Linked DNA regions of Capra hircus: region 2 is linked to region 1. A link is a contact called in public Hi-C data. All regions are on one chromosome and are shown on one strand. Each heading gives the region's core, a stretch centred on a gene start, on an enhancer-like site or on the middle of the called end of the contact. The rest is flanking DNA. Distances are from core to core; before and after follow the strand shown. Region 1 holds the start of CCNI (cyclin-I). Region 2 has its middle 59 kb from the start of CCNG2.

Region 1 (3,267 bases), core at 321-2,820:
CCCCTCAATTCCCTGAAGACCAGCCACACTGCTTTTAGAAATTTTTAAAATATCTAAGATCCAGAGTCTTTGCATTTGTTTCCTCTGCTTGTATCACACTTTCCCCACTTTGATGACCAGTAGTTTCAAGTATCATCTTACATGCCTTTTCCTCACAGAAACCTTCTCTGATATCCCTAACTAGTCTAGGATTAGGTGTTTCCCTAGCAGCCTGCAATTTTCCATCTTAATACTGCTAATTGTTTAGTCAGTGATCAAGTATTGAGAGCCTTTTACATGCAGGAATAGACGGTAAAATAAAACATGCAAGACCCCAGCCATCCTAGACCTCATATTCTACAGAGGGAATGTAACGTACAAGTAAACAAATCACCCTTTTGGGTGATTTTAGTTAATGATAATTAGCTCCACGGTTTTCCTCTGTGTTTGGATAGTAAACTCCACGAAGGTAGAAGCTATTTGTCTTAGTTACTTCCAGTTTGCTAGAGCTTATTAGCACCTAGCTGGCTGAATAAGCTCAAAACAAATTTAAGTGACTGTTAAAAACAGGCATATAAAAACCAGAAATGGAAAACACAAATGCGACTACTTCTGTAAACAGTTCAGTTTGAGGGTTTTTTTCCTTTTTCAAAACTTTCTGTAATTCTATTCTTTTTATAACTACAACAATTTAAAAAGATAAGCAAAAAATCACCAAAACCCGTAAAGAAACCCCAAATAAAACACATTTATATGTTATCACACACTCATTAACAGACGTGGTAGTAACCCTACTCTGAAATACTCAGATGCGTTGGTTAACAGTACAGAATTTCCTTGGCGCCTTACCAAGTAGGTTCCCGGCTGCCAGAAATGTAATTTAGTTTTAAAAGAAAAGGTGCTTAAGAATATGCCCCCCGCAATTTCTCCGATCGCTAATACACTTGAGAATCTCCCTCCACCCACGACGTGGCAGCAAAAAAAAAAAAAACCAAACCCTGCAATTCTATTTTTATGTCAACGATGAGAAGAGAACACAGAACTTTTTGCGAGGTCAACAAAGAATGCAAGACTTTTACGCAACAGATCGCCGGCTTTTTCCCCAAAAGATCCTTTTACAAGCCCCAAAGACAAAGATGGGCTGGTAAAACCAGGTAGCCCTAGGTTTGGCCAGGAGAGCATCCAGATAAAACCCCACCCCCTAGCAGAGCGCTCAGCCTGGTCTTTCTTTCCTCCGGGCGCATGCGCAGCGCACTCTCCTGCCTCCGCACGTCTTTTCCAGCGAGTCGAGGAGGCGCTTACGTCACCGTGCCGTCGAAGAGAAAACCCTTCCGCTGCTCCATGGAAAACGAGTCCACGCACCTTTAGCTTTCTTTACCCCTCCTTCTACCCCAATGCCAAAGACTTTCCCGGCCCGTTGCCAACAGCCCAGCTTTTTGCCGAACTTCTGAGTACGTTCGTTGGACGGAAAAAAGCGGCGGAGAGGGAAAAGTTGGAGGATGTGAGACCAAACCAGGGTTGTTTACGGGGAGTGAGCGAGTCTAGAAATCGGTCCGCGAGGGCGGAGCCGAAGAAGCCGGCACTTCTTTCTCTCTCTCTTCCCCTCCCTCCCCAGCCTTCCCCGCGAGCGGACGCGGCATCGCCTCTGTCTCGCTTTTTCTTATTTTTCTCCCCCCTTTCCCCTTCCTTTTTATTTTTTTTTTTATTTTTCCCCCTTCCCCCCCTTTCACCATTTCCCCTCGGAGGCGCTTCCCCTGGGCAGGGGCAGAGCCGGTCTCACCCCCCGCCTCTCCCCGGCCCCCGCCGCCCTATGGCGAGAGGGAACCCCCTCCCCACCCGGGCACAAGCGGCGGCGGTTGGAGGAGCGGGACCGGCGGCGGCGGCGGCGGCGGCCTCAGGTCCAGGGGCGTCATGGAACTAATTCGCTGACCAGCCCACCGGCTGCAGCCGTGCGTCCCGCTCGAGCGCCAGCGCCCGCGCCCTCCGGCCCGCTTCCCCCTCTTCTCCCTCCTCAGTCGGCCCGGTCCTGGTCCCGCGCGTCTCGTCGCCGCGCGCAGAGGAAAATGAGGTGGTAACGGGCCCCCGGATGACCCCTCGTCACCACTTTGAGGTCTACAGTTCTGCCGGGGAGGAGGAGGAGGAGGAAGAAGAGGAGGAGAAGGTGAGGGGCGGGGACGGTCCTCGCGATCCGCGCGCGACCCCCTCCAGCGCCGCGCGCTCCGTCGGGGAAACCTGCCGGACACCCCCCATCCCACTCCTCTCACCAACAACTCGGCCCCTGCCCAGTTCGGAAACAGCTCCGCTGGGTTCCCTTTCGGGCCAATTTTTTCCGTCAGCGCGTAACTTTTTTTGTAGCTGCAGCAAATCGCCTCCTAGTGTGCGTTCTAGGCTCCGCGAGCCCGGGGGATACACAAAGAAGGACACACCCCCAACCCTAGACCTCAACGCCCCCAAGGGACCCGGGGGAAAATCGTTCACTTTGCAAAGCAGGCGGTGCTGGGGACGGGACGGGGTGGGGTGCAGATGATGGGGAAAACCTGCGGGAAGGCGGGGGAGAGGAACGTTACTCGGGGTTTTGGGTGGGTGGGGAAGATCTGCCGAAGGAGCTGAGCTTAAGAGTTTGCACCCTAAGGGGAGTAAGACCGAAAAGTTGAAGAGGGCGGAAGGCCCTCTGCCGAGCTAGTGATTCCACTGCAGATCGTTTGGGTAGGAGTTGCGAATTAGATAGCAAAGTAGTGGAAGGGTATCTTTCCGGAGGTAGGATGGCATCAGACTGGAGATCTTTGAATGTCAAAGTATTCAACTTTTATTCTGTCGGTGGGAGCCACTCAGCGTTTGAACAATAGCAGTGTGACATTATGATGTTAATAGTAACACTTGTTGAGGCTTACTATTGGACAGGCATGGTTCTAAGTGGTTTGCAACTTACTGAATCTTCACAGGGGTAGGTGGTTCAGAAACATTTTACAGATGAGGGAAACTGAGGCTCCATAAAATTGATTTTTCCTACTAGATGACAGCCAGGACACGGTGGCCAGAATTCCATCCCAGGCAGTCTGACTATGCTATACAGTCTGTATCTCAGAAAAAATTAAAAGTAGTGTTATCTGCTTCTAGCTTTTCCAGGTCATTTGTGGCAGACAAAGTAGAAGGGAACAGACAAGAAAGAATGGACAAGATTCAGATTTGCTAATCTGGGACCAGACACATCAGAAATTCCGAGCTTCTGAACTAGAAGTTTCTAAATACTGGTGAAGAGTAGACTAGTAGAATCAGCGTGTTTTGGAA
Region 2 (3,267 bases), core at 266-2,765, 140 kb before region 1:
CCTGTATTGGGAGCACAGAGTCTTCATCACCAGGGAAATCCAAAGCCCTCTTAGGACAAGAGGTTCATAGCTGTGGAACCTCTTATTCAGAGGCCTGAGGTCTCTGGAACCACTTTCGAGAGTTTCTCACATTATGAGTCCCATCATCCCAAAGGCCCTCTCTCTTAGTGTCCCTGTCATGAGACTTCTCTCAAAGAGACTGATCCAGAGAAGGAAGTCAGTGCGTGGAGCCTGACATGGCAGATACTTAGGGTGCTGAGTTTTATAAGAATTGATGAGAGTAAGTGAAAACAAAACGTGAAATGTCAGCTCACGCTGCATTGATTTGTAGCTAATAATGCGCACTTACCATCTTATCTATAATCTTTGAGAGCAATGGAATGCTATTAAGAGAACAAAGCAATAGTTACCTGACATTTGGGTTTAAGAGAAATCTAAGCTCAAGATTGCCCAACAACTGTTTTTCTGGCTTCTCTTCCTCCCTTCTGCGACATTTGGCAGAGATCCTAAAGTCAGTGATGAGTTCAGAGGCACAAAAATACCTTGGTCTTTATAAATTCAGCCCAACTCTACTCTTCCAGTATTAGGACAAAGTAGACACCTTGATCTACACAGGGTTAAGGTTTATCAGAAAGGACTGAAATAGAGGCACAAAACTGTTACTTGGGAGAAAAGACATGCTAACAAGAAAATTAAGGAAGCAGCTAGAATACAGAAATAAAGGGGTCAACAGACTGGAGGTCATATGGAGACAACCATCTTAGTGGGAATGAAGTGGGTAGAATTGAGCGAGCTGGAGAGAAGACCATTAAGTGAAACAACCGGATTACTTATTGGCGGAAACAAAGTGCATGGTATTAGTCACCTATGCACAAGGAAATTGAGTAGCAGCTTTCGGCAGTAAGGTTGAGTCAGGCTGAATGAGGTGTTTTGATAACCATCCCAGCATCCAAGTACTTGACTTTGGAATGAGATCTGAGGTTCAAATTCCAGTACCTCTTATGAGAGAGACTGGGCAGTTGGCCTCAGAGCATCACCTATAAAAGTGTGTAACTGTCCGAAACTGAGTAATTGAGATTCATTTATCTGGCAGCAGGCCAGTATTTCAGTGTTTTCTCAGGTAAGTCAGAAGTATTACAACTGACTGTTGCAATACCTCACAGTAAGATTTCTGCATCAGTTCCAGTACATCAGGTGACAGCTACTGCTTGCTTCACTGAATCAGACAGGTATTCTGTAAAATGAATCTAAATCTTACTGTTCGGGAGAATTAAATACATGCATTTGTTAATCATATATGACAAACATAGACCTTAACTGGTTTATTGAAACAGTCCAGAGATCTTGGGTGGAGTTAAGCCACCAAAAAATGCAAGGGAAAGACAGCAAGATATGTTCCAAGTTATGACAGATCTATTCTACCTTTTTATATCTATTTGGTCATTTAGTCTGACACAAACATGTACATGACTAAGCTCATGACATTTAACCAGTCATCTGGCCACACCAAATTTCTGTTCACATAATGATAGAAACCGCACATTACCCACAGTTGACATTTGAGTCAGTGTACACAGAAGCCGTGTAAGCAGACAGGACATTGTGATACAGGAAGTGACTGTTGTTCCCTTAAGACAACTAGCTACTCACTGAGCAAGACAGGAATGACAGCTACCTGACTACGTGTCATTTGGGGCTAAGATTCAGTCTGATATTTATGATACCTAACCCTTAACTATAAAATTCAGTATTAGATAAAAGGTTTGTTCTACAGGCCCATGATAGCAAATCACTGTAAGGGCAATTTAATTGTGTACATAAAGACACTTCCTAGGTGGGGAGATTGAGAAAGTGACAAACTCTAGGCCTCCATTTTTTTTTTAACTTATGAAGTGTAAATAACCACTCTTTAGGAGTTACTAAAATCAACCAGTGTATAAAGCATTTAGAACAATGGTATAATGGCTCAGCTACTGCTGCTACTATTGTTTGTCTATACTCACAAATTTTATAGTTAGTCACGACTCTGATCTACTGCTCACATAACCACCAATGGTCCCATGTATGTGAGCAATGAACATGTGTATAGACTAAGTGTTTACAACACAAGGAAAATTGGGAACCAGAACTGTCAATACTCCTTAGTCTTTTTGCCATGCGACACAGCTTGAGGATCTTACTGAACCTGTACCCTCAGCAGTGAAACTGCAGCGTCCTAACCAATGGGCAACCAGGGAATTCTTCCCACTAGCGTTTAAGGCAAATGGTAAAGCAAAGAATAGAAAGTGAACATAAGATGTCAAGAGAGGTGAAAGAAAAGGTGATAAGATTAGGCAAGTGTGTAACTAGTATGAACATGAGTCTGGAGCCAGGAAAATGCTATAGAGAACCCAAACAAGAAGGGTCCTATGACCATGAGACAGGGTGTTTAAGATGTCTGCTTGGAGTCGACTGCTAAAGAAGGGTAACTTCCGCTTATGTGAAACCTAGTAGGAATGTGAGCAGAAGCTGCAATCAGTGGGGAAATTCACCATGAAGTGCGCTGAAGATAAACCTGGCTTCCTCAGCCTGAAGAGGCTCCCATGTGTTCTTTGGAATATTAACGTTGAGTAGATTGGGATGTAAATGGCGCTGTTTCCGTTGTCCTACTTTCAGTTCACCTGGGAGTTTGTGTCATCTATTAATCTGATAAATCTTCCCCACCCCAGTGAGGTACAGAAAACTTCAACATTCTAAAACACACCCGATTCCAGCAATGGGGATGGAGAATGAGAAGGCACCCAACAGCTAGCACTTCATGGATCTTCCAAACTCTCTCAACAGGTGAATCTGTTCATTCAAGGTTTTAAGTGTCCCCACAGAACCTTTGGCTGGACATACCAGCTACCAACCAGGTTACAAACATTCAGGCAATTAATTTAGTACACAATTATAAACAAACCAGCTTTTAGTTTTGTAAACTAAGAAAAAGCCCAGTGAATCATGATTTTCAGTATCTCTTTGAAGAAGCTTAAAATTAGACAGGGTCATTACCCATTTACCTAGAGCTTATATATTTTGCGATGAAGCAAAATATTGATTGAACTTCATCTGTTTGCATTGCCCGACCTGAGGTGACAAGCTAGGTATTTGACAGCTAGGACCACAGCAGATTGTTTCTTTCAGCCTGCTAAGTGTTGAGTCAAGTCAGATACTAGTTTGCCCAGTTATCTTAAATCCTGTGCCCTTTGTGCATTGCTGGGGCTTAGGTATTTACACTGAGGTATT

Evidence for each region. A called contact is a pair of places that touch in the nucleus more often than the background predicts.
Region 2: a contact with region 1 is called in a Hi-C map of blood, with 5 times the contacts expected there. The contact joins the enhancer-like site here to the promoter of CCNI in region 1. A contact is called at or near these places in 2 of 5 Hi-C or Micro-C datasets (both in blood).

What each region holds. Positions count from the first base shown.
Region 1 is chr6:92,413,206-92,416,472 of ARS1.2, reverse strand. It overlaps CCNI (cyclin-I), which reads left to right and starts at 1,570. Exons shown (of 7, transcript XM_005681795.3): 1 at 1,570-2,140.
Region 2 is chr6:92,548,794-92,552,060 of ARS1.2, reverse strand. No RefSeq gene overlaps it. Among named protein-coding and RNA genes, the nearest start is that of CCNG2, 59 kb to the right of the region's middle. Within about 2 kb of position 1,515, at least 1 of the 5 cell types and tissues checked has an H3K27ac peak or open chromatin away from gene starts, as enhancers often do.